Linked DNA regions of Mus musculus: all the other regions are linked to region 1. The links are chromatin contacts, called in public Hi-C, HiChIP or PLAC-seq and promoter capture Hi-C maps. All regions are on one chromosome and are shown on one strand. The core of a region is the stretch at or near the end of the contact, and the rest is flanking DNA. Distances in the headings are between cores, read along the strand shown. Region 1 holds the start of Evi5l (ecotropic viral integration site 5 like). Region 2 holds the start of Arhgef18 (rho/rac guanine nucleotide exchange factor (GEF) 18). Region 3 holds the start of Pex11g (peroxisomal biogenesis factor 11 gamma). Region 4 holds the start of Zfp358 (zinc finger protein 358). Region 5 holds the start of Pnpla6 (patatin-like phospholipase domain containing 6). Region 6 overlaps Pnpla6 (patatin-like phospholipase domain containing 6). Region 7 holds the start of Shcbp1 (Shc SH2-domain binding protein 1).

Region 1 (4,285 bases), core at 1,162-3,661:
AGGTAGTTGTCAGCCACCAGATGTGGGTGCTGGGAAGTGAACTCAGGTCCTCTGTAAGAGCAATTATCAATCTTAACTCCCGACTGAACTGTTCAGGTGCCTATCCTCCTCTTTTGAGCCATGCTTCCATGTAACCTAGGCTGGCCTCAGAGTCACTGTGGAGCTGAGAACGGCCTCGAACTTGTCTTCCTGCCTTCACCTCCCTGAGCTGGGGACTACAGGTGTTTACTACTATATCTTTTTTTACCAACGTGCTAGGATCAAACCTGGGGCTTCGTGCATGTTAGTTAGGTAGGCACTCTACCAACTGAGCTGCATCCTCCGCAGGAGGTTGATTTCAACTTGATGCTGTTAAATAGCACAGCACACAAACGGGCTGTAGAAGAACTTTTCTTTCCTTTTCTTTTCTTTTCTTCTCTTTTTTTTTTTTAGATGAGGGAAAGGAATACAGAAATGTGGATGGAATGAGGTTTTCAATCACCTGAGTATTTAGTAATAGTCTAGTTTTTCTTAACAGTTTCAAAATTTTAATGGGGCAATATAGATAAAAGAGGGAGAGTGTATGAGATCAACACTATAATACACATCCATGCACTCTGGAAACTAAGGTAGGAAAATTCTGAGTTTGACACCAGTCAAATGCGCTGCGAGTTGGAAGCCAGCTTGAGCTGTGGTGAGACCCTATCTCATAAATTTTAAGCCGGGCGTGGTGGCGCTTGCCTTTAATCCCAGCACTCAGGAGGCAGAGGCAGGCAGATTTCTGAGTTCCAGGACAGCCTGGTCTACAGAGTGAGTTCCAGGACAGCCAGGGCTATACAGAGAAACCCTGTCTCAAAAAACAAAACAAAACAAAACAAAAACAAAAACAAAATTAAAAATTTAAAAATCCATGTGACTGTCAACTGTTAGTATCAAATAGAAGCCCTGACTATACAAAAGGTTAAGATCTCAAACCTTAGAAATCCTGACAGTCCCTATTCTGAATAGACTCCTCTGTTTCCCCTCGTGTCCCCCCCCCCCCCCCCCGATCTTCAGCCATCATGCTGAACTTTTTTGTAGCCTTTTGTGAATCAGGCTGTACTCCACTACTCATCAGTCTCCTCCAGAGGGGAACCACTCCCCCTGCTGAACCTATGATCTCAGCTTTCCTTCTATGACACATCCTTCCTTGCCCCACCCTGTCCAAGGCCCATAACCCACACCCTGGAGTCATCCTCTTCTCAAGTCTTGTAGCTGTCAATGATGGGTCATACATGCTCTCTGCCCTCACTTACTTATTAAAAGAATCTAGGATCTGGCCAAGGTGGTGAGTGGAAGGTGAAAAGTGGGAGGATCTGGAGTTCAAAGTCACCCTCTGCTACACAGAAAATTTTGAGGTCATCCTAAGACTACAATAGACTCTGTCTCAAAAATTAAAATAAAAAAAAAATAAAAACAAAGTGGAAGGAGAAAGGGGAGGAGGAAAAAAACGAGGACAAGGGGGAGTCGGCAAAAGAACCAAGGTCCCATTCATTCATTCATTCTTCAAGCCTTTAAAGCAGCTCTCACGTGTGCGGCTCTGGACCCAAAGGAGACCTGACACCCCCTCCGCCGCTCTATACCCCATCCCCGCCCCGCCCCGCCCCGTCCCAGGAGAGATAATGGTTGGGGCAAATGAAGGATGCAATCGGCGTTTTGATGCCAGATTCACCCAGCAAGGGTAGGACCTGACCTAACCACCCGGCCACCACAGAGATGCTGGCTCTGAAGAGAGGCCTTCTGCATACGCCCGATCTAAAACCCAAGCCAGGAGCCCGGCCCTTGTCTGGTCCCGCCTATCCTTGCACCGAGACACGCCTCCTCATTAACTCCTCCATTTCATTCAGCCCATGGCCTTAAGTCCTACCGCCCAGGACGCCAACCTCATTCCCAGTCTCACGACTCCATTGGTCAAATACAAGAGCCCGCCTTCCATCAGTGTCGCTGACTGCTTAGAAGTCAGGATCTCTTTCACAGCACACCCCTCCCATCTCAACAGTTACCAGGGACGAGGTTTGAAGAGCAGATAGTAATGGACGGCTCAGAACCTCTCATGATTGGGTAGAATTCCAGCTCTGGGCGGGGCTTAGTGCTTTCAGCTAAGGGTTGCTCAAGGCCTCAGCTTTCCTTCCGAGGCACACCTCTCGCCCATCACTATTAGTAGTTTAGGTGTCGATCAATATTATTACTTATTTTGATAGGTAAAATTAGATGTCCATCACAGATTCTCTCATTTCAATTCGCTCCTCTCCTCAGAGAACCGTAGCCAGGGTCCGCCTCACGGGGTGGCTATGGATTGGTCAGGTCTTATGTCATTCTTCTACAGTGGGCGGAGCCAAAGGCCTAAGGGGGCGGTGAATTGGTTGACTGGGCTGGGGGGCGGGGGGCGGGGCAGCGGCTCCTGTCAGCGGGTGAAATGGCAGTGGCGGAGCCAGCGACGGCCGCGGTCCCCGGGGGTGGCTGATTGAAAGGGGCCGGGCCGCGGGGTTTGCGGGACCCTCGAGCAGACGTGACCGTGGGTCGGGGCATCGGACGACACAGCGCAGGGACAGCGAGGCTCGGCGCGGCGATGGAGGCGCTCTCGGCGCAGGTAGGGCGGCCCGAACCGGGCCTCTTCTCCTTGGGGGCGTCAGTGCTGCGGGGCCCCGCGGGGAAGCCAAACCAGGAGCGTGACCTGGGGTCGCCTCGCCTCCAGAATCCACGCTGGGAGCCTTGGCATTCCCAGTCCCGGACCCTGGAACTCCGGCCTCCGCCCACCCTCCTTCCCGATCCCCTCAGGATCCCTCCCAGGGCTCCTAAGACCCAGTGTCTCTTCGCGACGTCCCCCACAGGCTCAGGACCTCTGTACATCTTTCCCAAGACTCCTCTGTTAGAATCTGTCCAGGGCTTCCCCATCCCCCAGTCTGCAGACCTGCCCCCCCCCACACACACACACCATGAGCGTCTCCTTTCCAATCCACAACCACCACCACCACCACCCCGAGTCCCAGGACCCCTCCCATCTGCACATCTCTTGCCTTTACATCCCCCTAAACCTCCCACTTGGCTTCCTGTCTTCTGTGTCTGGCCTACACCCTCATCCTCTCCAAGGAGACCAAGATCAGAGCCCTATACTCTTTCTTTCTGACTCCACAGAAACCCATGCCTCACCTCTTAAACGGAAAGATTCCCAACTGAATCCAGAGACATCAGCTCAGCCTGCTCACTTGGCACCCCTCCTGCTCAAGGGCTCCAATAAAAACAAAAACAAAAAAAACATCACTTCTAGTCTTCTGAGAAGACTATACACTGTTGCTGATCTTGAGCCATCTAGATGGCATCTTCCTGAAGAAATGAACACTCAGGACTTCCCAAAAGACCAAAAGATAGTGCTGAATCCCATCCCCCATAGACACACCCTCCCCATCCATCTTTCTGATACAGAGTGGGGTCATTTAGATACCCCTAAATATACAGGAACCTAAGGGCCCAACCCAGACCCAGGCCCATGAGTGCTCTCCCCCCCCCATCTCTCTCTCTCTCTCTCTCTCTCTCTCTCACACACACACACACACACACACACACACACATGAGAACTTCTATACACCTTCTTGAGCCCAGTACCCTCAACAGACCTCCTAACTCAGACAAAAGACAGAAGATTGTGAGGTGGCAAGCTCTGTCCCCAGCACCTAGCCTGTCCCTTCCACCCCATTCTCTTTGAGTTGGGACTCCAGGGCGTGTCAGGGCCTAAGATCTACCTACCACAAATCTCTCCCCCCCCTCTCTCTTTCTTATCCTTTTTAATAGGAAGGACATTCTTTCCTACACCAGTGTCCCAAAAGGAACCAGTGCCCATCTCCAAATCAATGGCACCTCCCTATACATACCATGGGGAGTGAGATCTTCCAGCGGCTCCTGGCCCCAATCCTAAAGTCTGACCAGACTGGTAGGACCAGCATCCTTGAGCCTATGGCATCTGTTGGCCTCAGATGATATAGACAGTGCTGCCATCTAAGGTGCTCATCAAGGCCAGTTTCTGAGAGCCCTGTGAGTTCTTTTACCCACCACCAATGTTTGGTCAAAATAAAACAGCTTCCTCCTAGCATGTGGGATCTGCTCAGACTGGGTCAGACCTGCCAAAAGCAAGCACCTCTTTAAGGAATATTTTCAGAAGGGTTAAAATGTGAAGAAGACAGGGGGGGTGTGTGTGAAAGGATGAGTGCTCTGATTGACAACCCCCTCTGCTTGACACCCCCACTCCCATATACACCACTCCCAGCCAATC
Region 2 (4,285 bases), core at 1,199-3,698, 810 kb before region 1:
GGCGAGTCTGAGAGGCTAGATGTGGTTGAGTGTTTGTGTGAGATGCTCTTGTGTCTCCAGATTGGCGCTGTGTAAACATGTGTCTCGGAGGTCTCCGTCTCCTTTGGGGTGGTTTGAATAGGAAACACCACCCATAGGCTTGTGTATTTGAACATTTGGTCCCCAGTTGGTGGTACTGTTTGGAGAGGTTATAGAACTTTTGGGGTACAGCATTGCTGGAGAAAGACTGCCACTAGGGATAAGTCTTGAGAGTATGTAGCTTCACTGCCCTTCCAATTTGCACTCTGCTTCTTGGTGGTAAATAAAGATGTGATCTCTCAGCTTCCAACCCCTGCTTCCTTGCCTTCCTGGCATTAAAGTACATCTAGCCTGTTGCACTCACCTCGTCCAGCAAGAAAAACGCAACACAGTCGGATTCTTCTCAACAGCCTTCTTTATTTCAGGAACACCTTGCTACGGGAACTCCGGAAACCCAGGAAGGACTGCTTATATACACCCCAGCACTGGGGAGAGCTATGTGTCCTCCTGGGATTGGTCAGTCTGCCGGCACTTTGATTTGTATGCACCTGCTCGGGAGGGGTTGGCGCCAGATTCGGGCTATCGCCTGCGCAGTGGCGTTGTTTATGGCGACGGTGTACCGGAGGCCGGCGCCATCTTTTAGGCGCCCGGCTGCCTACACTAGCCCTCTGGAACTGTAAGCCAAAACACACTTTCTTCTGTTGCTCTTGCTTGTGGTGCATCCTGTGTGCCACGGCATGGCCTCACTGTCTATACTCTATGTGTGTTCACCTGTGCATACAGTTCCACATATATGTGCAGAGCCCAGAGTATAATGTGTGTCTACTCAGAGCTTTCTGCGCGTATAGACACTACTATTCTACACAGCATGTGTGTAACTGTGCTCAGCTTCTCATGTCTGTGCAAAGACCAATGTATCCACCCAGGAATCTCTGCATGTGTGAATGCTGCTATTTGTACATTACTGTTTCCCAGAGGGCCACATTTGAGAACTCACAAGAGTTTCATGCTAAGAGACCACTCACTCAGTTCCAGTGTGGAGCCAAGTTTAAACCCTTCTTCTGCTCACCTTTTCAGGTACTGGTGTACCCATCCTGGTAGGAGTGAAGATAGTCTATATTCATTCCTATTATTAAGTGTGTATGTGTGTGTGCACATGTGTGCATATGTGTGCGTGTACCTGTATGTGTATTTGTTTGTGTGTGTATATATATGAATGTATATATGCAGGTGGCTGTGGGTATGTGCGTTTGTCTGTATATGAATATGTGCTTGTGTGTGCAACTGTCTGGGGTATGTGTGTTTGTCTGTGTGTGGATATGTGCGTGTGTGTGCATGCAATTGTGTTGGGTGCCTATAGAGGTCAGAAGGGGCACAGGACCTTCTATAGCAGAAATTAAGCAGTTATGAGCCACCCAGTGTAGGTGTTGGGAACTGAACTCAGGTCCTCTAGAAGACTAGCAAGCACTCCTAACCACTGAGCCATCTCTCCAGCCCTGCGCATACCTCTTGCCTTCTATTTAAACCTACATCTAATACCAGGTCTCTAAGGATGGACTTGGAGGGGAGAGGTGGGAGGAGCAGGGGGCCGTTTGGTCCTCTTACAGGTGCAGCAACCCTGAATAGATACATTTTTTCTACTTCTCACTGTTGTTTGCCCTGGTTGCCTAGACTTCCTCTGAAGACTGGGCTGGCCTCAGATTCAGAGGTGCGCCTGTCTCTGCCTGCCCAGTGGGATTGAAGGCGTGCACCACCACATGCACTTATTTTTGAGACAATGTCTCTCACTGAACCTGGAACACTGGATCAGACTGGGTAGCCTGCCCTTCCCTGGGATTCTCCTATCTGCCAGCTCAGTACTGGAGTTCTCACAGGTGGCCTTACCACACCCTGACTTTATTTAGTCAGGTGGGGGTGGGGAACTAAAATCAATTCCACTTGCTTGCACAGCAAGCACTTGACCCTTTGAGCCATTTCCTCGACTGACTTTCTTAGAATGAGTCGCTGAATCTGGTTTGTTAGGAGACTGCCAGGACTCAAGCTCTAACCTTAACAGCTCTGGTAACAGTGCGTTAGTTGAAGAAGTGGAGTTAGCGGTAGTGGCAGTATTTACACCGGGAAAACAGACAGATACCAAGCAGAATGATCGCTGGTAGACATTTACAAACCCAGCGTTCAGCTCCACATGTTTCCATGGGTCCACACACCCACATATGTGTCTGTCCCCATGTGTGTTCCAGCGTGTGTCTGTCTAGAGACATGTGACTTGCATGTCCCATGTGTCTCTGTTTGTGTGCCCGAGTGTTAGGGTGAGGCCCTCACACCCCGTTCCTCTTCAGCAGTTGGCGCCACAGGAAGCTGCCGGGTGGGGGTTCAGTGCTGCTGCCTCCCCTCCCCTCCCCTCGTGGGAGGCTTTACATTCTTTACTTTACTTCCCCGTGACGCCTACGGCAGGTACAGGCTGAGGGTGGACTCCCAGATCCTCATAACCCACCTCCATTTGTTTTCTCCTCTCCTTGCTGACCCCTGCTGCCTGCTGCTCAATATTGATGAAGACAACCATAAAAAGCCGGTGGCTTAGAAAGAGGAAACTGGGCAGAGTTGAGCCACTCTGTGGTTAGCCTGGCTCATGTGTCCCTTGAAACCCTGGTTGTGTGACATGGGAGCTGCAAGAGCTGTTAACAAAGCCAGTTACCTACCTGAGCAAGAATCGGGAACTCATGGGTGAGTGACTATCTTGAAGAGTGGTGGGCACTTCGGGATCTGCACGTCTGAGAGTCTGTGAGGCAGGAGATTGACTCCTATAGCCGGGACACAACAGTAAGAGAGTGGGGCAGCTGTTTGCACTGCAGAGATCAGGAATCCTAAAATGACCCTGGAGGGTGCTGGGGAGATAGCTCAATTGATAGGGTGCTTGCTTAGCATGGGCAAAGTCCTGGGTTTCATCCCCAGCACTGCATAAGTCAAAGCTGGGTGTTGTACGCTGTCAAGCATCACTTGGGAGATGGAGGCAGGAGGATTAGAGGTTTAGGTTATCCTCAGCTACATAGGGAGTTCAGAGGCCACCTGGTCTAGAGGAGACCTATGATGGAGTCTGAAGGAACCTTTTGTAAGCAAAGCCTGTGTGGGGACGGAGGAGTAGGGGGCCAGGGATGAGGGAGGAAGTCTAAGCGCCTTTTCAGCAGGTGTCCGTGTTTTGCCTTGTTCTGTTTTGTTTTGCTTTTGAATCTGGGTCTCACCATGCAGTCCAGGCTTGCCTCCAACTCCCAGCATTCCTACTTGTGCCTCCCCAGTTCTGGGGTAACAGGTATGCACGCATACCACCACACTGCAGCTTGACCTCTTCACCTTTCAAAGCATTGGCTCTGGGGTTTTGTTCAGCCTTGCCTGACACAGACTTGGAGAATCCTGTCTGCAAAGCAAAATTTTAAGGCTGACATCTGCTGAAAAGCCGATCTTTCCAGGTCTTCCAAATGGGGACCACCCTCTGCTCAATAGCCCTCCAGCTGTAGGCCCTTAACCCTGGGGAGTCACTGGTGGCTCCCTTTGTGGCCCAGTTTGAGGAACCTCCCACAACAACTGCCGGAATGGAGTGAGGTGAGGAGGCAGGCTGTGGTTTGTACCAGGCACACCCAAGACTACAGTTTCCTCAGTTTCTGTTGACTTTGTGCACTCTCGGGTGTAGGAAGGCGACCCCTGGAGCCATGTATCAGTGGATTTAGAGCTGACCACTCTAACGGAGGTGGTGAGTTAGGTAGGAGACAGGCTTTGAATGTGGCTCCCACAGGGCTGACCCTCCAAGAGAGTCACCCTGGTTTCTGAGGGAAAACTCCAAGTTGTACCCACCTTTAAGCACCCTTCTTGTGACTGTAAATTCCTGTCTGAGGCAGCTTTTCATGGGTCTTGAAGAGGACCTAGGGAGATAACACAGAATAAGAACTTGGTTCAGCTCCCCTAAACTCATGAAAAAAAAAAACAGGTTTTGAGCATGGTGGTGCAGGCCTGATAGCTCAGCACTGTGGAGGCAGAGACAGGATCACTGAAGCTCTCCGACTAGCCAGTTTAGCTGAATCAGTGAACCTCAAGGAGAGTCAGGGAAAGCCGGTCTCGAAAATAAAAATAAGAAAAAATAAGGTGGGAGCCAGCAAGACGGTTCAGCAGGTAGAGGCTAAGCCTGAGGACCCGAGCCTGAGCCCTGGGATCCATACGTTGGAGAGAGAACTGACTCCTGCAAGTTGCCCTCTGACCTCTGCTCACGTTCTGTGGA
Region 3 (4,285 bases), core at 556-3,055, 700 kb before region 1:
CAAGACAGTCCTGCAATGATTGAACTGGGCTGACACCACCAGCAAGCGCCTTCCCACTTCGGACCTGTTGGGGCATTGTTCCACTAGGACCCCACCGATCAGCTGGCAGCAATACCCCAGTGTCCGGATCTGTGGGAGACCAGAATCGGTTACCATGGTTCCAATCATGGCTGAGCTGCAATCCCCTACCACACACCCAGCCATGGACACTTTAGGATGGAAACTGGAAAGAGTTGCTGGGCACGGTGGATCAGGCCTATACTTGTCAGTACTTGAGAAACAGAGGCAGGAGGATCACCTCCAAGTTTAAGGCCAGCCTGGGCTACTGAGATCCTGTCTCAAAAAAACCCAGAAAGTTCTAAGAGTCATCAAACTGCCAACCCAATCTGAAAGGTTTTTATCTTTTGTTTCTTTCTTTTGGTTGCTGAGGCTGGGTCTCACGTTCACCTCACTCACTGCATAGCCCAGCAAGTCACTGCCATGCCCCTGCCTCAGCATCCGCAAGGCTGTAATAACAAGCATGGGGCACTTAATCTGGCTAAAACTGAAAGCTTCTTTCGTTCTCTCTTCCTTTTTTAAAAGATGTAACATTATTCTAATTTGTTAATTTGAGACGGGGTCTCCGTAGCCCAGGCTAACCAGACACCGTGGTCATGATTAGAATTCCTGATCCTCCTGTTTCCACCTCCCAAACTCTGGAATGAGAGGTGTACAAGCATCTGGTGTACTTGAGACTGAGACCAAATCGTGCACAATGCACAAGCACTCTACCAATTGAGCCAACATCCCAGGCAAGGCAGAAGTTAAGAGGAGAGCTTGACATCAAAATCCAAAAAGTGCCACATAGCCGGGTGTGGTGAGGCACACCTGTCATCCCAGCCAGTATTTGGGGAGCTGAGGCATAAGGACAAGAAAGTTCAGGGTCAGCCTGGACTACAAGGTAAGTTATAGGCAACCAGAACTTCATAACAAGGTCCTGTTTCAACAAAGAAAGAAGAGGGGAAGAGAGGAGAGGGGAAGGGGAGGGGGGGAAGAGTTGCCATGGGGAGTCCCATTAGAGTGCTAGCTTGCTCACCAATGGTTGAAATGACAGAAAACAAAACTATTTCCCACCTCCTGGGCTCTCCTTTGCCCACAGGCAGGGGCATAAGGCTCTTCCGCCTAGCTCTGCCTTTAGCAGGACTGAAAAAGCAGTCTAGGTGGCAAAATAGCCATTTGCTTGGAAGACTTTAGAGAGGGGCCATTCAGTAAGACACTTAGAACACGGAAATTTAGCAGGCTCACCGCCCTTGTATCTTTGTTTCTTTTGTTTTGAGACAGGGTATCCTGTAGCCCAGGCTGGCCTTGAACTCCTGATCTTTCCATTAGAAGTGCCGAGATCACTGGCTTGTGCCAATATATCTGGTTTGTGCGGTGCTGAGGAAGGACCTAAAGGTTTCGTCTATGCTAGGAATGCAGTGGGCTACAGTCCCAGATCTTTTATTATTTCACTTGCTTATCAGAAATGATTAGTTTCAAGCTGTGTGTGATGGCACACACCTGTAATCCCAGCAATTCGGGAGGCTGAGGTAGGAAGTTCTCAGGTAAGACACCAGCCTGCCGACAGCCTGCTGTCATGTAAGACACCGGTCCCTTTAGGACCCCCTCTCTGGCCTGTTTTCCTCATCTCTGAGACCTGACCAAACTCCAGGTCACTCCGGTCCCGCCAAGGCCCCAGACTTCCTCTCACCAGGCGGTCCCGGACCCGGTGGGACTCCAGCGCGGAAGCCAGACGGTTCAGCAGAGCCATGGCAACTCGGTCGTGACGTCACCCAGGGCGGGGTCAAACTCCTTTGGAAAGGTCCGAAGGTCCGCGCAGGCGCAACTGCCTGCCCTTTGTCCGAGTACTGCTACCTTGTAGGCGTGCTAGCCCGAACCCAGTTTGCAAATGTATTACTGCCACGTCTGTCCTCCCTGCCCACGGACACCCAGAATGACCTTCTAAGCCTGTTGAAATTCGCTCCACCGCTGCTTAGGCAACTCCGCAAGCAAAATGTTTCAAAAATTAATTCATTGCCTACGGGCGGGGGGGGGGGGGAGCGGGGAGTGGGGACAATCAAAAGCTTCACTTGTGGGCTTCATGTACCTGCTTTATCAGTTTGTCTGTTCTGAGCATCTGTGACTGGTGTACTCTCACAAGGCATCTTGATTTTCACTTTCTTTGAGGGGTGATTAGATTTCTTTCTTTTTTTTTTTTTTTTTTTTTGAGGATTTCATTTAGTTCACGCTATCTTTGAACTCACCATGTGCTCAAACTGGCCTTACACTCCTTATTTAGTCTCCCAAATGCTGGATGATAGGCATGTGGCACAAGGCTCCAAGACATCATTAGATATGTTATATTAGATATCATTAGTTACCTGGCTAAAAGGCACCTTTAGAAGAAAAATGAGCTCGGCAGGGAACAAGTACCTTTAATCCCAGCATTCAGGGGGCAGAGGTTCTCCGTGAGTTCCAGGCTAGCCAGATCTACATAGGGAGCTCTGGGCCAGCAGGATGGCACAGTTGGTAGAGGCGCATGTAGGTCAAGCCTGAAGACATGAGTTCCATCCTTGGGACTGGCATAGTTGAAAGTAAGAACCCACTCTGGTGCTAGCTGTCCTCTAACCTCCACAGTTATGGTGTGGTGCACATGCGCGTGTGTGTAAAAACAACTACAAAATAGTCAAAGTTCTCTTCCACTCTTCCTTCCAGGAAGGACAAAAGTTGATCGCTAAAGGTGTTTGATCCATATCTACCTGAGCAGGGCACCCAGAGAATTCACCTTAACCAGCTGTGTTTTGTTTTGTTTTGCTTTGTTTTGTTTTGTTTTTTTGTTGTGTTTGGAGGAGTGAAGACACAAGTATTTTGAGTATTTGTTTTGAAACAAGATCTTATGTAGTCCAAGCTGGGCTCCAACTGAATTAATTTGTAGCCAAGACTGGCCTTGGACTCCTCCTGGTCCTCCTGCCTCAACCTCAGAAGTGCTGGCATGACAGGTGTGTGCCACCAAGTCTGGTTTGTGTGGTGCTGGGATGGAACCCAGAGCTCTCTGCATGGTAAGCTAATGTTCTATACTGAGCCACATTCACAGACCCCAGAACAGTATTTTTTTTTAAAAAGATTTATTTATTATTATAAGTACACTGTAGCTGTCTTCAGATGCACCAGAAGGGGGCATCAGATCTCACTATGAATGGTTGTGAGCCATCATGTGGTTGCTGGGATTTGAACTCAGGGGCTTCAGAAGAGCAGTCGATGCTCTTAACCACTGAGCCATATATATATGTGTGTGTGTGTGTGTGTGTGTGTGTGTGTATAACATATATATATAATATATATAGTGTATAACAATAAATAATATGTATATATTATTTATTATATATATAATATATGTGTGTATAACATATATTATATATATATATAGTGTATAACAATAAATAATTTTTTTAAAAAGAGGGAAAAAGAAAGAAAGGAAAGGAAAAAGAAAAGACCCAGAATCAAGCAAAGAAATTATTTCACTCAGGTCAAATTATTTCACTCAGGTCTGATATGGTGAAGCAGTGAGTTTATTGAGGCTGCTTAAGGGAGCAGGGTAACGCAAAAAATCTCTAGAAAGCCACCCCAGACTGGAGGATGATTGAGAGAGCTGCATTCGTAAAGCTCAGCTGGTAGGCAGCCTAGCTATTCAGACAGTGTCCTCTCCCCATCTGCTCTTTGTGTGTTTATGTGTGTGTGCATGTATGCACATGCAGGTGCTGTGTGCTCATGTGAGCATATGCTCTCAAGACCAAGTGTATGGGTGGCCTCAGAGGGCACAAGCATTGAATCCCCCAGAGCTAGAGTTACAGACTGCTATGAGCTGGACGAACTTTGGTCCTCTGGAGGAGACATATGTGCTTAATTAATTCCTTGGCCGTCTCTTCAGCCCTTGTTTGTTTCTAGAAGAGTGGTTCTCAGCCCTTCTAATACTGCAACCCTTTAATACAGTTCCTCATGCTGTGGTAACTCCAACCATAACATTATTTCTTTGCTACTTCGTAAGTGTAATTTTGCTGTTATAAATTATAATGTAAATATCCAATATTCAGGATATCTGATATGGGAGCCCTGTGGGAGTCACTACCTACAGGTTGAGAACCACTGCTTTAAAAGGTGAAGGAAGGGCTGGAGAGATGGCTCAGCGGTTAAGAGTACAGACTGCTCTTCCAGAGGCCCTGAGTTCAAATCCCAGCAACCACATGGTGGCTCACAACCATCTGTAATA
Region 4 (4,285 bases), core at 826-3,325, 670 kb before region 1:
TTTTTTTTTTAAGGTGGAGGCAAAAGTATTAGAAGTTTAAGGACATCCTCAGCTACATAGTAAATTTGAGGTCAACCTGGGCTACAAGAGACCTTGTAGAGGAAAAGAGGAGGGAAGGGAGGGAGGAGACTAATATCTGTGTACAGTGAGACTGATCTCAAGGGGAAAAGAGGGTGCTCTCTGGAAGGGGGTGTTGGGAGACTTCTGTGGGTGGCATGGACTCAGGCTGGGTAGTTTTAGGGAAAATTATGGTTAGTGCCATGGTTATGGTTAATCCCAGTCTGTGGCTGGGATTCCAGCTACTTTTATCTCAGCGATGTGGGTGGGTTGAAAGTAGTGTGGGTTATGGCTGGCAAACGGGCAGTCATGTGTGTTATGGGGACAAGAGGAGATGTGTGGTCATTGTTCTAGCTGCAACCTATTCTTGTGTCTATCTTAATTCAGCTTTGGTCAGAGGGTAGCCTTGCTGTACCATTAATTTCTCTTTGTGACCACTGTTTATACTCAGGCAGCAACATCCAGAGTCCAGCTGCCAGATCCCCCTGGGCTTGTTTTCATTCCCCCTGCGGTGGAGGGAGCTGGGGCTTTAAAGTGTGGTCTAGAGCCTTCCTTGGTCCTGGCTAACGTCTTCCAGAAATCAGCTCTTGGTCCAGCCTCCTGGACTGCCTCTGGTGTCACCTGTCATTTGAATAGGAAGCTGAGAAAATGGAAGGATCAGAGGGCAAAAGGTTACCTAAAATTAGTGAAAGATTCTACTATCAACAAAAACTCTGTGTGTGTGCACTTGTGTGATAGAGACAGGGGAGGGGGAGAACTTGTACTTACACATATATGTGGACTAGAGAGATTGACTTCAGGTGTCTTCCTCAATGGGTCCCACCTTATTTTAATTTTTTAAAATTGCATTTATTTATGTAGTGGTGTGTGTATATCTTCCATGTGGAGGTTAGAAAATAGTTTGATCTTTCCACCCATGTTGGTCCTAAGGAATCAGACTCGGGTCCTTGGCCTTTCACCAAGCACCTTTACCCACTAAGCCACTTGGTTGTCCCTCCAACCTTACTTTTTGAGACACAGTCTCACAATGACCCTGGGAGCTCACTGATTCAGCTAGACTGGCTGGCCAGTGAGCCCTTGGGTCTTCTTGCCTCAGCCACCTCAAAGCTAGGATTCTAGATACCCACCACTGAATCTGTCCTTCCACATAGGTGACAGAGATCTCAAGCCAGGTCTTCAGCTTCTGCAACAAGCAGTTTACCGACTGGGTCACCTCTCTAACCACCTGTCTTACCACAAACCATCACCCACTGAGCCATTTTGACAGCCCTAAACTTTCTGAGATAATACTAGATGAAGAAAAGACAAGTGCATATTTAAATTGCAGGCCTTCTCAAAGCACACCCTCCCCCGGCCTCTTGCTTATATAATTTGAGTATCATGATAGCTGGTGTTTGAAACAAGATAGAGAAATGAAAAAGAAGGCAAGACAAAGGTAGGCAGAGACAAAAGGCAGAGGCAGAGAAAATGACTGGGCCAGAGGCAAAGAAATTAAAAGAGGAAAAAATAAATTACGGTAGAGAAGGAGAATGGGGAAAAAAGGAGGACTGGAGAGATAGTTCAGCATGTAAAAGTGCACGGCCAAGCCTGCAGACCCTGGTTCTATCCCTGGGATGGAATAAGGAGAGAACGGACTCCTGGAACTTATCTACTGATTTCCCCATGCGCAACACGGCATGCATAGGCACTGAATCCATTTTTTAAAGAAGATAATGAAAGAGATGGAGAGGAGGGGACAGAATGGAAGAAAGATGGACAGATGGAGACAGAGATACAGATGGAGAGTCAAGATCGGGGGTCGGAGAAGGGGCCCGAAAAGTCACATGGGTGCATGGAGGGTTAGGGTGGCGCGGGTTGGTAGGGCGCAAACAAAGACTGGACGCGCGCCAGCTCGGGTGGCCCTGGTCGGGACAAAGGCTTGGCCCGGGGGCGGGGGGGTGGGGTGGGGCGGCGCGGGGGCAGCGATGGCGCCGGCCGCGGAGGGCTCGAGCGAACTACAAGTCCCAGCAGCTCCCGCAGCGGCCCTCGGCCGGCCCCTCTCGCTCCCCGGGAGTGCCTGGCGGGGCCGCTGGGCCGAGGGGGCCGCCAGCGGGTCTGGCGATCGGTGGGGTTTCCTGCAAGCCTGGGGCGGGGAGACACCGGCTGGCCAGCGCGAGTGCAGCCAGGCCGGGCAGGGGCGAGGGGCATCGGGTGAGTGACCCCGAAAGCGGATCGGGCTGGATTGGGGAAGGCTGGACAAAAGGGGGAGGTGGTTGGGAGGAGACCCCTCAACACTAAGAGCAGGGTGCGGGGCGCGGCCCCAGGCTATCTCTACGCACCCCTTGCAGAGTACATGGTGCCAGCGCTCTACTTGGGGGGTCAAGGTGGCGGACGCGGTGGGAAGGGGGTCCGGAGGAGCTCAGGCCTAGTACGTTTATCCGGCCAACGGCGGGACCACCCCCTAATCTACAGTGAATCTGAGATCCGGATGGGTGGAGGCGCCCGCTAGCTCGGAACCCACAGAACAGAACACCTCCTTGTTTCAGAAGGGGGTTCTTTTTTTCTGGAAACCAAGAGAAGCTTGGGGCATTGTTCTTCCTATGTGGGACTTTATACTCCATAGTGTGTGTGTGTTCAGAAGGGAGGTGTCGTGTTACCTCAAGAATCCCAAGAAAAATCCCAGTTATTGTTATCTTCCACATTCAGTCTTAGGATGTAGAGCTCTGGAAGCTCATTTTCCCAAGAGATGATCGGGGTGCACCTGCCCTCTGCACATCTACGAGACAGATGTGAGTTTCCATTCAAGATGGGAGTTCATGAGGCTGCTTCCTTCGAAGGCAATCTAAAAATACCTTGTCTCCAGAAATCTGGGCGGAGACCCCGGGGTACTGCCCACTAATCTCCAGCAGTTGGGCCTAGGTAGAGAAACTGTTGGGGGAAACTCAGCGCCCCTCTGTGTACTATCTCCTGACTGTGAGGTTGGGGTCAGGTAGGTCTCCCTAGTCCCCTGGAGCCCAGCCCAACAAAGAGTTCACTTAGCCCCAAGGTAGAGAGGTGTTACTCTTTCTCCACATCTGCCTCTTTCCCTAAAACAGTCTTCATACCCTAATCAAGGAGTGTGTGGTTCAGGAACTCCCTTCCCTTGAAGACATTCCTCCTCAGCCCTCTGTGCCCCACCCCCCAGTTCTCTCTGTAACCCCCCAGAGGCCCCCCCCCAAGCTATAGTTATCACCGGCTCTTCACCAAGGGGTTAAAATCCACAATCTTATAAGCCAATTGGAAAATTGCTATATTAACTGCTCTCTCCACCCTCTGGCTGTGGAGTTCTTAGTGATCCTTCTGCCCCTTTCCCCAGAAGGGGGCCATGTATGCACCCCTCCTTAGTTTTGAAAAACGTTATTATTTTGTAGCCCAGGCTGATCAGATCTGCCAGCCTCATCCTCAAAAGATGCTGGGATAACAGATGTGTGCCACCACTGCTAGCTCAGGTTTCCACTCCCTGTCCTCTGGTTTAAGACAGAACATATCTCACTCAAGCTAGAATTCTAGAGAGGTCTAGAATTCTTTCCTGGAAGCAAACAAGGAGCCCTGCAGTTTTCACCGTGACAGAGAAGGACTACTAGGTATCCTTAACTTCCCATCCTTACCACTACCCATTCTACTTCGGTAAGACAAGTCACACACATTCCCCTCTTTATCAGGGACCCCCAGATCTACCAGTTTGCAGGGTGGGGCAAGAATTCAGACCATGACCTCATGAAAAAAGAACCACAACACCCTTTCCCCCAGATTTAGGGTATCAGATCTGAGAACCGCCTTCCATAACACCCAAGTCCACGTACTACATAGAGCTCGGGATGGGGGTCTGGGATGCCGCTCAGAGGGTGGAGTGCTCATCTACCATTCAGGAAACCAGTACCACATAAGCTGAATATGCTTGTGCACTCCCTGTACTTCCGCACAGGAGGTTGAGGCAGGAGTATAAGTAGTTTAACATCCTCCTTGATTACGAGTTGAGAGACAGCTGGAGCTATGCAAGCCCCTGTTCAAAAAAAAGAACAAGATCCCAAGATGGCCCCCATCCAGGTTTGAGGTGAAAAGTGAGAGTCCCAGCACTAGGATCCTTCTCTTCCAAATCCTAGCTGGGACACCGGTTAGGACTCTTCCTGTGGTTAAAGTCAAGAACAAGAACTGTATATGTTCACCAGGGACTTTGGTGTGGCATGGCCAGTCCTCTCTCCCCAAGAAC
Region 5 (4,285 bases), core at 1,152-3,651, 650 kb before region 1:
AGCTATATAAAGTCCAAAGGAAGAGTGGCCAGGAACTGGGTTTGGAGTAGTTGGGGTTGTTTGAGTCATCCTGGAAGAGTAGCCTAGGATGTACCATAACTGGATTCAGTTGGATGGGCAGGAAGGGACGGGCTCCCATGGTCCCTCATGGGTACAAAAATGTGCCAGTATTTTCTCTCTCTCTCTCTCTCTCTCTCTCTCTGTGTGTGTGTGTGTGTGTGTGTATGTGCCCCCCCTCTGTGTGTGTGTGTGTGTGTGTGTGTGCGTGTGCATGCATGTTACATGTATCAGAGGACAAACCACAGGAATTGGTTCTCCTCCTTCACTGTATGGATCATAGATCTGAACACAAGTTACCAGCTTTGCAGCAAGTGCCTTTACCTGCCACACCATCTCACTGGCTTCCTCCCTCTCTCATACCATCTTTTATTAAAAACCATTTACTTATTTAGGGGTGAGAGGAGGTTGTGCACAGCACAGTGTGTTTGGAAATTAGAGACGACTTGTGGAAATCAGCTCTCTTCGTCCACCATGTGGAGTCATCAGGTTTGATGGCAAAACTTTTATTTCCCCTCTGAACCTTCTCACATGTCTGTTAAGATCTTTCCTTTGAGAGTGAGCTTGAACGTCTGCCCAGTGTCCACCACCTGAGAGCTGGGCTTATAGATAGATGCATACTATCACCTCCATTGTATGTGGTCCTGGGGGTAGCAATCAGGACTTCCTGCATACTATGCAGTCACTCTACCAGCTGAGACACACATTCAGCTTAGGGGCTTTTTCAAGACCACCCTAATACCCAACTACAGCAGGGACAACAGGGTCCCCCTGTACAACCCTCCATGTTTCCTCTATACCTATTGCTACTTGCTGTCCATACACAGACCATTCATATTCCTCACTATCACTAGATAGACAATGACCACTTGATTCTCCTTGATACCCAGCCCCCCAGACTCCTTACAAGATGTTTGCTGGGTAAATTCTGCCTCCCTGCTACCCCACAGTCCTCTGTGCTCTCATCTAGGAAACTACAGCCTGCAGGAATGCTACTTCTTCTTTGTACCCTATAAGACACCACACACATACACATGCACACACACACAAGGCAAATATACATAACTATCCAAAAGTCAGTGCAGCTAGGTGGCTGCTTGGGACATTCCCTTCATCTCTTGAGAATTCTAGATTGAGGAGATGGGAGCCCGAGGAAGAGCATACTTGTAGAAAGGAACATCCAAAGACTGGGAGGCAGAAAGGACCTGGAGAAATAGCAGTGGTGCCAGGAAGTCACAGGGAGAATGTTCGGGGACTCTGCCTCATTCTGAGGCACTGGCAGTGGATGTGTGCACTCTTTCCCACATGGATAGAAGCTCTACCACAGGTACATTACTGTCACCCAGGCCCTAAGCAGCCACACTGAGTCTCGCTGCAACACTTGGATATCACGCAGGACCCGTGGATGCAGGAGTTCAGGCCTTATGCCCACTAACTCTTTTACACTGTTCCAGCTGAGATGCTGGGTTACTAAATACCAGTCTAGGCTTCTGGCCCGCAGCAGAAGGCACTGAACCAATGAGCCTGAGACCTGCGGCCACATCCGGGGATAGGGAAGATTTCTACAGTGAAGCAAGCCACAAAGCAAAGGTCCAGAAATGAGACCCAGAGTGGTCACATCAGAGCAACAGCAGGATGTCCAGTTGGCCGGACCTAAAGAGCACTAGAGGTCAGGACCATCTTTCATGCTGAGTTCGGGGAATCGTCTCTTTCCAGCACCCAGGAGGTACTGGCACAGAGAAGAGTGAGCTCCAGGCCTACATCGAGCAGTGCCAGGATAGCCCCACATCTGGCAAGTTCCGTCGTGGCAGTGGCTCAGCTTGTAGCCTTTTCTGCTGCTGTGGAAGGTTGGAGCCCCAGATCTGGGTTGTGGATTGATTAGAGGCTGGGGGAAGAAGTGTGTGCCAGAGAGACTGGGTGCCTCTTTTTTCCATTTCTCTCTTCCAGGGACTCCCCGGAGGACCATTCGCTGCTGGTGAACTGATCCAAGATGATTGCCACTAGACTTTATCCCCATGTACTGCTGGGACCCCAGCTTATTTATTTTTAGAATTTGCTTTAAAAGATCTGCGTCTGACAGGCCTTGTGAGGGCTTGGGCTGATCGAATCGGACACAGGGGAAAGGGAGGGCATGTAGGGCGGCTGTTAAATAAAAGGGAATGTAAATGCGGTGGTCTAATTTGTAACAGGTGAGGCAGCCCTTTCATAAATCGTCAGCTCCTTTAAGAGGCCGCCACACTAGGCATGGCTGGCGCAGTGCGACCTTCCAAGCATGGCGGGAGGCGGGGATGGGGCGTGTCCTGCAGCGGAATAATTTAAAGGTGCCGCGTCTGAGGCAGCGGGCAGAAAACTAGGGGTGTTGGCCGAAGCTGGGTGGACCTGGTTGCAGCTCCTGAATGGTACGAGTTTCCATCGACCGAGCAAAGGTGTCCCTTCGAGGACTGTTAGAGAGCTTCAGCTTTGCCCCGGATCGATTTGTCCTGATTCCGGGTAGGTCCCGACTTTTTGATGCTCCAATACCACCCCACCCCCATTCCTAAGTTCCTTGTCCCGGTGTTTCCGCATCGGTAGTCAGATGCGACCTGGAGTACGGAATGGAAGTAGTCAATCTAACAATTTTCCAGGTAACATCTCAGGGCCCTGCGATCCTTCTAAATTCCCATTAATAATAGTCTAAAGGCATCAGAAAGATCTCCAGCGTCCCAGGAGAGTCCCGGTAGCGTTCCTACCTTCCCCGGTATCTTCCTGGAAGCTCCTAGACTCCTAAGTAGTTATGTGTATCTCCGGATCTCAGTAACTTTCCAGTGCGTCGTTCCTCCTACCCTCCCCCAATTCCGGCGTCCCTGGTTACACATCCTGCATCATTTCACTAATCCCAGGGATGCTCCGCACCGCGAGACCCGGTAACTTTCCTTTTACGTGACAGTTAAATCTCCAAGCCCGAGCCTATAACACTTTGGGAGCTCATCTTACTCCGATGGCCCTAGAGCCCCCTTTTCAATAGATTGCACAGCAGTGCTTCCAGTGCACGCCCCAGCTTCCTTGATGGGCCCAGGCTTGGGTCAGGAGCCCAAAGTCCAATTGTCCCTCAGCCTCCTGGCTTACAGGTCCTGGTTTCTTCTGGAGTGAGACATCGCGTCTTTACAGGGTGTAGGAAGGGGTCTCGCCTAAGGGTTGGTTAATCAAGAGTAGTCAGACATACGGAAGGCCAGGCTAAGGAAGGAACCACTGCCAGAAGAGATCATGGCTTAAGGGCACCTGCCAGCGAGCTGCTGACTGTGGGTGCCAGGACGGCTACCCTTTTGGCCACAGGGTGCAGATGAAAACGTTACGGAGTCTGGTCCGCCTTATGCATAAGTGAAGTAGGACAAAGAGCTGGGGGCTGGTCTCATCCCTTGATCTGGGCGGGGAAATCAACTTGCCCCTATCCTTCTGTCTAGCAGTACCCCTCTAGACGCTCTCACCCCAACCCCGGCGAATGGAGGAGTCACTCCAGCCAAAGGTATCTAGGGGGCGTGGCTTGTGAGACGAGCTAGGGGTAAGGAGCCTGTAGGCGCTGCTGGGTAGGCTTGATTGACATCTTGTTCTGGTCCCTTTTGCTCCTCGATTTCCAGGACTGCAGGCTACAAGACCTGCTACCTAGTCCGAAACAATCGATGGAGGCCCCACTGCAAACCGGAATGGTAAGAGTTGGGGAATTTTTGTACCGGACTACAACTCCCGGCGGTCTTGCCGTGCACCACGCGATTCTCTCTCCGAGAACCAGGCATGTGCAGGTGAAACTACGTTTCCCGGCATGCATAGCGGGAGACCTAGTCTCTCGGAAGGCTTAGTTGCTCCCCCCACGTAGGGGGATGGGAAGGAAACCGCATTGACCCATTCTGCAGATGGGGACACCGAGTCACGAACTGAATACAACCTCCTCCGGGGCAGAGGTGATTCAAAAGACCCTGGAGGAGGGCTTGGGGAGACGGATATGCGTTGCCCAGCCTGTGCCGTTCGTTCCGCAGGTGCTGGGCGTGATGATCGGGGCCGGAGTGGCGGTGCTGGTCACCGCCGTGCTCATCCTCTTGGTGGTGCGAAGGCTGCGGGTGCAGAGTGAGGATTCGGGGGGAACCTTTGAGGGAATACTATAGGGATGGAGGGGAAGCTGCAAAACCTGGAGAAACCAAGCGGCTGGGGTGGGGATTTGTTGAAGCCTGCGTGGAGCTCAAAGCACCATCTTCCC
Region 6 (4,285 bases), core at 1,092-3,591, 630 kb before region 1:
GGAGGCAGGATTTCAAGGTCATTCCCAGCCATGTGAGACCACATATCAGAAAAGAACTGCAACAAAGTTGTGTAATGGGTCTCACTGAGATTAAGGCCCAGAGTAAAGGGTGCTGGCCATGTCTTAACAAGAAACACCCAAGGATGGAATTGTATGTGGGGCACTACACCCATGGCCTCTGTATGGTGTTATCATAGCTTAGAATAGTGAGGATCGGGCTGGTGAGATGGTTCAGCAGGTAAGAGCACCTGACTGCTCTTCCGAAGGTCCTGAGTTCAAATCCCAGCAACCACATGGTGGCTCACAACCATCCGTAACGAGATCTGACTCCCTCTTCTGGTGTGTCTGAAGACAGCTACAGTATACTTACATATAATAAATAAATAAATCTTAAAAAAAAAAAAAGAATAGTGAGGATCTGGGGGGGAGGATGACAAAAGGCAGGGATAGAGGGGAATGAAAAGGAAGTGGGGGGGGGTGAGGAGAAGTGGGGGAAGAAGAGGAGGGGGAAAGGGAGATAGGTAGAAGAGGAGGTGGTGGGGAGAAGGAAGATACCTCTCTGAACACAGAGTTGCTCAGCCGATCCCTGATTGGTGTCTCAACAGGCTCCGGGCTCAGTGTTCCGCAGCACTCGGAACTGACCAACCCAGCCAGCAATCTGTCTACTGTAGCTATCCTCCCTGTGTGTGCTGAGGTGCCCATGATGGCCTTTACTCTGGAACTGCAGCATGCTCTGCAAGCTATTGGTGAGCGATAGGGAATCTGTTCAGTGGAACGGTGTGTCTATACTCCAGTCACCCGTACTAAGTGGTGGGTGAGTGGGTGGTGGGTGCGAGGGAAACGGAGCCTAAGCCGTGGGGATGGGTGACAAGCGCTCTGTCTAACTTCCATTCCTCAACCCCACTAGGTCCCACGCTCCTCCTTAACAGTGACGTCATCCGGGCACTCCTGGGGGCTTCAGCACTGGATAGGTGTGTGGGGGTTGGGGAGTGGGGCTGGAAGGGCAGAAGGCCTGTGTTGGACATTCTTTCAGATTGGGCTGGAGAACTAGGCTTCTGAATCGAGGAGTCTTGCCTGTCGGATCAATAGGGAGACGATGTGGGGCAAATCCCTTTTGGTAGCAGGGGTGTCAAATTGGAAACCCAGGGGCCATATGCAGCTCTTATAGTTGTGAGATACTGTGGCTCAAAGCAAACTTAAAATATTATGAGGATTTTAAAAAAATTGTTTGGGTTTTTTTTTTTCTTTGTAACTTGCTTATGTGGTTCTTGAGCATTAACATTGTTGATTTCATGTGGCAAAGTAATGCAAAACAAATATATGTGAAAATAAATATATATATATACATATATATATATGCCTTTGCAACACCTGAGTCCCCATTTCAACCCCACTCCCTGCCTTGGCGTGCATTTTAATTGTTGGGACCTGGAATTATCTAAATATTCCCAGCAGTAGAATTGCACTATCTCTATATTGGGAGAGGTTGTGGGACTCCAGGCCGGCTCCAGGATGACCCTCCCTCATTATATCTCAGCATTCAAGAATTCCGGCTGTCAGGGTGGTTGGCCCAGCAGGAAGATGCCCATCGCATTGTGCTCTACCAAACTGACACATCCCTGACGCCTTGGACCGTCCGTTGTCTGCGCCAGGCCGACTGCATCCTCATTGTGGGCCTGGGGGACCAGGAACCCACTGTTGGCCAGGTCTGGAGACTGTATGCACTGATTACCCACACATACACCTCAGTCTTCCCCTCAGGATCTCATCCCTTGTCCTTCCGTGCCTGTGGAAGGCCATGTACACTCATGCTGCTGTTCTGTGAGGGAGCTGAGCTTTGCCGGGTGTGGGTAGAGAAGGTATCAATGACCTCCACCTGTCTCTGTCTTCCATAGCTGGAGCAAATGTTAGAGAACACTGCTGTCCGTGCCTTGAAGCAACTGGTTTTGCTGCACCGGGAGGAAGGCCCTGGTCCCACGCGCACTGTAGAGTGGCTCAACATGCGCAGCTGGTGCTCAGGGCACCTGCACCTGCGCTGTCCTCGCCGCCTCTTCTCACGGCGCAGCCCAGCGAAACTTGTAAGGGGTGGGAACCTAAAAAAGGAACCCAGGGGAACAATCTGTCTTCTACCTCAGGGGTCGGGTTTGGGTGTAATATGAAGAAGAGCCTTAGGAAACACACCTAATGCTTAGGTGTATAATTTGAGGGATACTCTCCTCCAGTGGGGGTTGGGGCCAGAGAATAACTGTTCTTCCATCTGGGACCGAGGCTTGGGCGTGGCTTGAAGAAAGGCCCTGAGTGGCACGCCTCTGCTGCTTCCTGTTCCAGTTTGGGGACACACCCCTTTGCCTGTGGGCGTGGCTTGGTGTCACGCCCTCTTCCACCTTGAGTGGCATTTGGTACATCTGCCAAAGGTTGTAGTTTAGGGGTACAGCATGCCCCACAGTCGGGCAGGACCAGGGCTTGGGCAGGACCAGAGAGCTGAGACAGAGCCTGAACCAATTGCGGGAGTGGAGGTGAGGGGTAGGTAGCAAAGATGAGTATGTGCCTGAGTGGTCCCCTAGACTTGTTCTTTGTTACCTCAGTCTAACACATCTTTATTCTCTCCTGGATCCCAGCATGAGCTGTATGAGAAGGTTTTCTCCAGGCGTGCAGACCGTCACAGCGACTTCTCCCGCTTGGCACGAGTACTCACAGGAAACACTATTGCTCTGGTGCTGGGTGGGGGCGGAGCCAGGTAAGAGACAGGCTAAGTAGAAGACACAGCTTCCTTACTGTGTCCTAAGGATGTGTAAGGGGTGGAGCTTATTACCCGGGAGACACCCCCACAGCCTGGTTAGTGTGTTTTTTTTTTTCAGGAGGGGAAGTGAGAAGAGAATTCCTGGGGGTAGGTCCCCAGAGATCCCCAGCTTGTCACCGACTCCCCTCTATTCTACAGAGGCTGCTCGCATATTGGGGTGCTGAAGGCATTAGAGGAGGCAGGAGTCCCAGTCGACCTTGTGGGAGGCACATCCATAGGTTCCTTCATTGGGGCCTTGTATGCCGAGGAACGCAGCGCCAGCCGAACTAAACAACGAGCCCGGGAGTGGGCCAAGGTGTGTTTTGTGGGGGGTGTGAGGAGATGGGGTTGCAGGGCCCAAGAAACGCAGGGGGATGTGTGAAGATGCCATAGCCTGATCCGGTAGTATGGGTAGGGCACTGGGACTTTGGACTAGAGCAATCATTGTATTGACTGACACTCTCCAGCCCTGTGTGTATGTGGATATTCCTGGAGCCACGATCTCTCTGTGACTAAGCAACTGCTTTTGACCATTTGATTCCTAGAGCATGACTTCTGTACTGGAGCCTGTATTGGACCTCACATATCCTGTCACCTCCATGTTTACTGGCTCAGCCTTTAACAGAAGTATCCACCGTGTCTTCCAGGATAAGCAGATTGAGGTATGTCCGTCCCCTACCCCTGGCCCTGCTGCCTCTTCCCCGGGGTTTTCCACCATCTTCCACTTTGGTTCTCACCCCTTCCCAGGACCTGTGGCTGCCTTACTTCAATGTGACCACAGACATCACTGCCTCTGCCATGCGCGTCCACAAAGATGGTGGGTGCCATCCTGCCAAGCCCTGCTACAACCTTGTTGGCCGGCTGTGTGGGGATGGGTTGTAAGGGGAGGGGCAGCTGAGCATCTGGGACGTTGTTAACACAAGTGACCGTCCACCTGGGCCCGTCCACCGATCACTAACCATCACCCACTAATGTCCCGAAGGCCCCAGGTATGTCCGCTCTCTGGGGGTGGGGAGCCGGGAGGCTTGTCGGACACCTCACCCCCTCCCGCCATCCCCCACAGGCTGCGTGTGGCGTTACGTCCGGGCCAGTGCCTCCTACTGTCCCTACCTGCCCCCACTCTGCGACCCCAAGGACGGGCACCTGCTGGTGGACGGGTGTTACGTTAACAACGTTCCAGGTCAGCGAGCCCACAGGCTGGCCGGGCCTCCGAGTGTGTCTGAGCGTGTCTGTGCGTGTCTGTGTCTGTGTATCCCACCGGGCAGGCTCCCTGTGGCGGTATGTACGTGCCAGCATGACGCTCTCGGGCTACCTACCCCCGCTGTGCGACCCAAAGGATGGGCACCTGCTCATGGATGGTGGCTACATCAACAACCTGCCAGGCAAGTGGCTGCCCACTCACATCTGCATGGACACTTATCACCAGACACATGCCCACACTGACTTCTGCACATGCCGACTGGAAGGGACAGGTCTATATGAATGGAGAAGCTCAAGAGGACACAC
Region 7 (4,285 bases), core at 731-3,230, 610 kb after region 1:
GAGCCTCCAGTACAGGTGGAACTCTGAGTTGGAGGCTGGCTTGGTCTACATAGTGAGTTTCAGGTCAGCCAGGACTATGTAGAGGCCCTGCCTCAAAGTAAAAAAGGAACTGGGGATGGTAGAGCTCTTTCCTAGCATATGTAAGGTCACAGTTTGGCAAATAAAATTCCCATGATTAGGTACAATGAAGCTGAGGGTTAGAAAAGCTGGGTTAGGGCTGGGGCTCTATGAGGCGACAAGGCGGCAGACCTTCTGCACTGGCTAATCAAGAGTGAAAAACCTGAAGAGATGCAGGCAGGAAAACGGAATTAGACTAGACTTGCTATACAGTCAGAGAGAGACCACCTGGACTTCTGCTGTGAGCTTTGAAAATCCCACGGCCACATTCAAGGCAGTATTAGCACCCATGTTTCTTGGTTGTCCCTTGGTCAGGCCTGAGGAGCGATGCGACAGGCATGATGGAAGTCGAGTCCTCTTACTCGGACTTCATCTCCTGCGACCGGACAGGCCATCGGAATGCAGTCCCTGACATCCAGGGAGACTCGGAGGCCGTGAGCATGCGGAAGCTCGCTGGAGACATGGGCGAGCTCGCACTTGAGGGAGAAGCACAGGCAGAGGGAAGTACCCCAGACAAGGAAGCCAGCAGCCAGCCTGAGAGCAGTGATGCGAACACCTCGTCCTGAGTCTGCCTGTGGTCCCAAGGCTGGAAGAGACCTGCTGTACCTCCCGGACTGGAGCCCTGGCCAGCCAGGCCGACTGAGAGCCTCATGGAATCCTCTGTGGCCCCCACTCCAGCCAAGTCCTCCACCCACACCGCAGGCTCCACTCTTCCCCACCTCCCCACGGTGCTCAGGTACACTCTGAAGACAACCAGCACCACGAGATATTATTTATTCAGCTAGGCGGGGCTTGAGCCAGGCCCTGCCCCTAGGTGAGCAGCTGCCACCTGGACAGGGACTGTCCTGTCACCACTCACCCTCCAGCCAGCCTGTCTGTCAGGAAGATCTTCCTAGCCCTTTTTTAAAGCTTCTTTTACATTTTTAAAAAAACATAACTTTTTCAGAGAGAGAGAGAGAGAGAGAGAGAGAGAGAGAGAGAGAGAGAGAGAGAGAGAGAGAGAGAGAGAGAAGCTGACAATCACTTTTCTTCTGCTTTGGTTTTGGGTTTTGGTTTTGTTTTGAAAGCGGGTTTAAGCTCAGTTCTGATGATCTATGCAGCTCTAAGTTTCCTCATGGCGCCTCACAGATCCAGTTTGGGGAAAGGATTTGGATTCAAAACTAACTGACCAATTCTTTGCCCTTTTTACCAAAAGACTGATACTTAGGCCCAGGAAATAAATGCTGGTGGTTTGTGTTGGAAAAAAAGAAAAAAGAAAAGAAAAGAAAAGCTGGGTCAATTCTATTTCTGGATTCTATCCAAACTCAGCTCTGCTGTCATCTGTCCCCAGTGCATAGGATGAGAGTTCAAGGTTGTTTTTAAAAAGGAGAAGCGTAGCACATGATCCCTTAGATGTAGGTTAAAAACAAATCAATCAATCAATCAATCAATCAATCAAACAAACAAAAACTTGGCTCATGAAATAAATGAATACAAAGCCCCCTGAGTCCCTTCCGTCTGGGGAATGTCCACCCAGATCCAACCCCTTCTCTTCTCCGGAAGCTGAGTCAGGAGGATAGAGAGCCTAAATTGGCCACAGTATCTCCCGACTCCGAAGTCGTGAGAGCGGGGCCAGACCCAGCACAGAACTCCCCACCCAGGTAATCGCGTCCTTAGGGTGGCCAGGCCCGGCCGGCAACCACGAAAACAGCTCTCCGACTCGGGTTGAGGTGCTCACCTTCCTTCCAGGACGCCGGTTCCTTCTCCGCCGCCAAGTCAGGTCTCGGTGGAACCATAGCTATAGGTTCCAGAACTCCACCAGCCCGCAAATCATCAGCCATTTCAAATTTACGCGGGCGGCTGTCACAAACCAGAACGCGATGACGACATCTCTAGCGTCAGTACTCGACTAGAGGAGCATCTTCAGCTTTCAGTAACTGCTCTGATAGTCCTTCAGCGCCACCTGTGGGATTGGCGGACTGTTCTCGATCAAGTTCTTCCCAGTAACAAAAGGAAGTTGAATGTTGATGTAATTTGGAATGCTTTCTCAAAAATCAGCAAGGCAAACTTGGATGTTGAGCATAGTAGAAAAGATAATGAAAGTGAAATGATTAAGATATGCCATCTTGATTGACTCTATGTTTGCTTAAAGAGTTTTTAGGTCAGTTGACCTTGGCAACACCTTTAAGATTTCCAGAGCCTTGGCCATGGTCAGAGGTATTAAACGAAATAATTAGCAAGTTATGTCTAAAATAACTACTATTTTCTGCTAATAATAAATGCTTCAAGATTACTCTAACACCCACTTTACTTTGGTTTACCTTTAAAACTATATATCCTTGAGCTTTGTCAACAAGTAAGTTTTTAGGGGCTCAAGTTTGATCTCCAATAAAAAGGACGTAAAAGTTTTAATTGGCTTAATCAGTGTGGTTGTCAATTACAGTAGATCATTACAAACAACACAAAAGCAAACAAACAAACAAACAAACAAACAAAAACATGTATGTGTTTTAGCCACTGCTAGTGAATGCTATTACGTGTGTGTGTGTGTGTGTGTGTGTGTGTGTGTGTGTGTGTGTAAATCCCTTCATGACTCAGGAGCTGGCTACAGATGAAGCAATATTAGAATGTTGGTATAAGCAGCTCTGTCACTGTCACCATCAGGAACCAGACACTGGGTAGTTTCAAGTAATGTTAAATTATATTTAGATAGGCTGTGGTGGCATATGCCTTTAATTCTACTACTCTAGAGTCAGAAGCAGAGACAGAGACAGGAGGTAGGTCTCTAGGAGTTCCAGGCCAGATTGGTCTACAAATCAAATTCCAGTTCAGTAAGGGTGATATGGTAAAACGTCTCAAAAAGTTATATTTAGTATGCTATTTGATTAACTTTTAATAAATTAAACTGTAACTAACGTTAATAGCTATTATTTACTATACAAAATACTGCCAGCAAGTTTTACCTACAATATCTTATTTAAATTTCAAAAATCATTCTATGGAGCTGGAAAAATGTTTCAACTGATGGGATATTTGCTAGACAAGCATGAGGACGTGTTTGGTCCCCAGACCCACATAAAAAACTAGATATGATAGTAACCATTTGTAATCCCAGTGCTGGAAGAGGGATGGTTTGGAGACAGGACCACCCTGGATCTTATTGGTCAGCAAGTCTATCCAAATTGGCAAAGTTCAGGTTCAGTGAGAGAACTTATCTCAAAAAATAAGGTGGGGAGCCATAGAAAAAGACACCAGACCTAATCATCTGTTATCTACACTTATGTCCACACACTCACATGAACATGCATGTATCACAAAACATATGTAAATTAATACATAAATATTTTATCAGTCTTCAGGAATTAGTCTTGCTATCCCCCAGTAATCTGCTCCTTGCTATGTACTGAAAAAGCATGTTTTCTTAAAAAATATTCCAATGAGATAAGACGTAGCAGTACGGTCTACTCATTTCACAATGAGGTACAGACCTCATGAAAAAGTTGAATAACTTCTCCAAGCTAATTCAATAGCTTTTCCATGTCCTCTTGCTCTGGTGGCTGGCTGTTAGTCATCAAGATGTCGGTGTTTGAGGTGACTAATTGAGGCCTGAGGTGAACCAGATTCTAGAGAGTTATGTTTTTTTCCCCCCTAGTCTCCCAGCCCCTTCCCAGTGGCTCCCATGAGACAAAGTTTCTTTTGTATCACCTCGTTTTGCTCTGTAGATTGCCATCTTTACCAGCTTGCCACAGGTATCTCAGTAGCACCTTAACTTAATTCTTTCTCATCCTCGATGTCACTTCTTGAGGTATGTTGTATGAAAAAAAGTCTATTTTCAGTAACAGAAAAAAAAAAAAAGAATTTCCAGAATCAAACTTTTAGTCTTTTGTAGACTAGTCTAGTCCAATGTTCTGGGAAGTTGTGCTACTCCAGGTAGAGCTCAGCTTGGGAGAGTGGAAGCATCAGTATCATTCCGTTGCTTCATCAGCCCTGGGGATGGTGGGAGACTTTTGAAGCCTCCAAACCTCAAATATATGAACCTATGGGGCTCATCTGTATTCACACTACCACACTCGACTCCCTGGCCTCCATAGGCTTATAGCAATATTATATTGTGAAAGGCATCTAGTTCAGCTTCAAAATCCCTACAGTTTATCACAGTCTCAATTCTGTTTAAAAGTCCAACATACAA

Evidence for each region. Promoter capture Hi-C pulls out the DNA fragments that hold promoters and counts their contacts. Hi-C and Micro-C count contacts between places; a contact is called where the count stands out from the background. HiChIP or PLAC-seq counts read pairs in DNA pulled down with a chosen protein or histone mark. Capture Hi-C pulls out chosen DNA fragments and counts their contacts.
Region 2: a contact with region 1 is called in a Hi-C map of CD4 T cells, with 2.3 times the contacts expected there. The contact joins the promoter of Arhgef18 here to the promoter of Evi5l in region 1. A contact is called at or near these places in 1 of 484 Hi-C or Micro-C datasets (CD4 T cells) and 1 of 115 datasets of contacts at active chromatin or transcription factors (large pre-B cells).
Region 3: a promoter capture Hi-C map of pre-B cells shows a contact between it and region 1. The contact joins the promoter of Pex11g here to the promoter of Evi5l in region 1. A contact is called at or near these places in 8 of 39 promoter capture datasets (the HPC-7 cell line, embryonic stem cells, hippocampal neurons and 4 more) and 3 of 115 datasets of contacts at active chromatin or transcription factors (astrocytes, memory CD8 T cells and pancreatic cancer cells).
Region 4: a contact with region 1 is called in a promoter capture Hi-C map of pre-B cells, with 5 times the contacts expected there. The contact joins the promoter of Zfp358 here to the promoter of Evi5l in region 1. A contact is called at or near these places in 3 of 39 promoter capture datasets (embryonic stem cells, neutrophils and pre-B cells), 2 of 484 Hi-C or Micro-C datasets (CD8 T cells and muscle stem cells), 4 of 115 datasets of contacts at active chromatin or transcription factors (astrocytes, embryonic stem cells and stem cell-derived neural progenitor cells) and 3 of 9 other capture datasets (adipose tissue, liver and macrophages).
Region 5: a promoter capture Hi-C map of liver shows a contact between it and region 1, with 3 times the contacts expected there. The contact joins the promoter of Pnpla6 here to the promoter of Evi5l in region 1. A contact is called at or near these places in 6 of 39 promoter capture datasets (the HPC-7 cell line, embryonic stem cells, hippocampal neurons and 2 more), 7 of 484 Hi-C or Micro-C datasets (CD4 T cells, CD8 T cells, double positive thymocytes and 3 more), 6 of 115 datasets of contacts at active chromatin or transcription factors (astrocytes, embryonic stem cells, stem cell-derived neural progenitor cells and 1 more) and 3 of 9 other capture datasets (adipose tissue, liver and macrophages).
Region 6: an H3K27ac HiChIP or PLAC-seq map of embryonic stem cells shows a contact between it and region 1, with 2.9 times the contacts expected there. The contact joins the enhancer-like site here to the promoter of Evi5l in region 1. A contact is called at or near these places in 6 of 39 promoter capture datasets (the HPC-7 cell line, embryonic stem cells, hippocampal neurons and 3 more), 1 of 115 datasets of contacts at active chromatin or transcription factors (embryonic stem cells) and 3 of 9 other capture datasets (adipose tissue, embryonic stem cells and liver).
Region 7: a contact with region 1 is called in a promoter capture Hi-C map of adipose tissue, with 5 times the contacts expected there. The contact joins the promoter of Shcbp1 here to the promoter of Evi5l in region 1. A contact is called at or near these places in 2 of 39 promoter capture datasets (embryonic stem cells and erythroid cells), 2 of 115 datasets of contacts at active chromatin or transcription factors (embryonic stem cells and pancreatic cancer cells) and 2 of 9 other capture datasets (adipose tissue and liver).

What each region holds. Positions count from the first base shown.
Region 1 is chr8:4,164,156-4,168,440 of GRCm38.p6, forward strand. Evi5l (ecotropic viral integration site 5 like) reads left to right here and starts at 2,412. Exons shown (of 20, transcript NM_001346730.2): 1 at 2,412-2,608. All of the region lies in intron 4 of 4932443L11Rik (a long non-coding RNA gene), which reads right to left.
Region 2 is chr8:3,350,989-3,355,273 of GRCm38.p6, forward strand. It overlaps Arhgef18 (rho/rac guanine nucleotide exchange factor (GEF) 18), which reads left to right and starts at 2,449. Exons shown (of 29, transcript NM_001370668.1): 1 at 2,449-2,742. The coding sequence starts at 2,739. Gm30369 (a long non-coding RNA gene) reads right to left here. Exons shown (of 5, transcript XR_870091.2): 2 at 3,865-3,932; 3 at 2,718-2,819.
Region 3 is chr8:3,465,843-3,470,127 of GRCm38.p6, forward strand. Pex11g (peroxisomal biogenesis factor 11 gamma) reads right to left here and starts at 1,806. Exons shown (of 5, transcript NM_026951.3): 1 at 1,730-1,806; 2 at 1-129. The coding sequence starts at 1,789. It also overlaps a transcript of Tex45 not described here.
Region 4 is chr8:3,491,063-3,495,347 of GRCm38.p6, forward strand. It overlaps Zfp358 (zinc finger protein 358), which reads left to right and starts at 2,076. Exons shown (of 2, transcript NM_080461.2): 1 at 2,076-2,247.
Region 5 is chr8:3,513,010-3,517,294 of GRCm38.p6, forward strand. It overlaps Pnpla6 (patatin-like phospholipase domain containing 6), which reads left to right and starts at 2,402. Exons shown (of 35, transcript NM_001122818.3): 1 at 2,402-2,547; 2 at 3,501-3,559; 3 at 3,672-3,740; 4 at 4,068-4,155. The coding sequence starts at 3,536. Mcoln1 (mucolipin 1) reads left to right here. Exons shown (of 14, transcript NM_053177.1): 13 at 1,774-1,904; 14 at 2,005-2,223. The coding sequence ends at 2,041.
Region 6 is chr8:3,533,925-3,538,209 of GRCm38.p6, forward strand. Pnpla6 (patatin-like phospholipase domain containing 6) reads left to right here. Exons shown (of 35, transcript NM_001122818.3): 22 at 606-746; 23 at 908-971; 24 at 1,538-1,706; 25 at 1,896-2,078; 26 at 2,619-2,737; 27 at 2,939-3,095; 28 at 3,325-3,441; 29 at 3,527-3,596; 30 at 4,045-4,161. Among named protein-coding and RNA genes, the nearest start is that of Pnpla6, 21 kb to the left of the region's middle. Within about 2 kb of position 2,342, at least 30 of the 459 cell types and tissues checked have an H3K27ac peak or open chromatin away from gene starts, as enhancers often do. A contact at or near this core is called in embryonic stem cells and neutrophils, where this site is marked.
Region 7 is chr8:4,777,587-4,781,871 of GRCm38.p6, forward strand. It overlaps Shcbp1 (Shc SH2-domain binding protein 1), which reads right to left and starts at 1,981. Exons shown (of 13, transcript NM_011369.3): 1 at 1,835-1,981. The coding sequence starts at 1,937. It also overlaps the pseudogene Gm6334.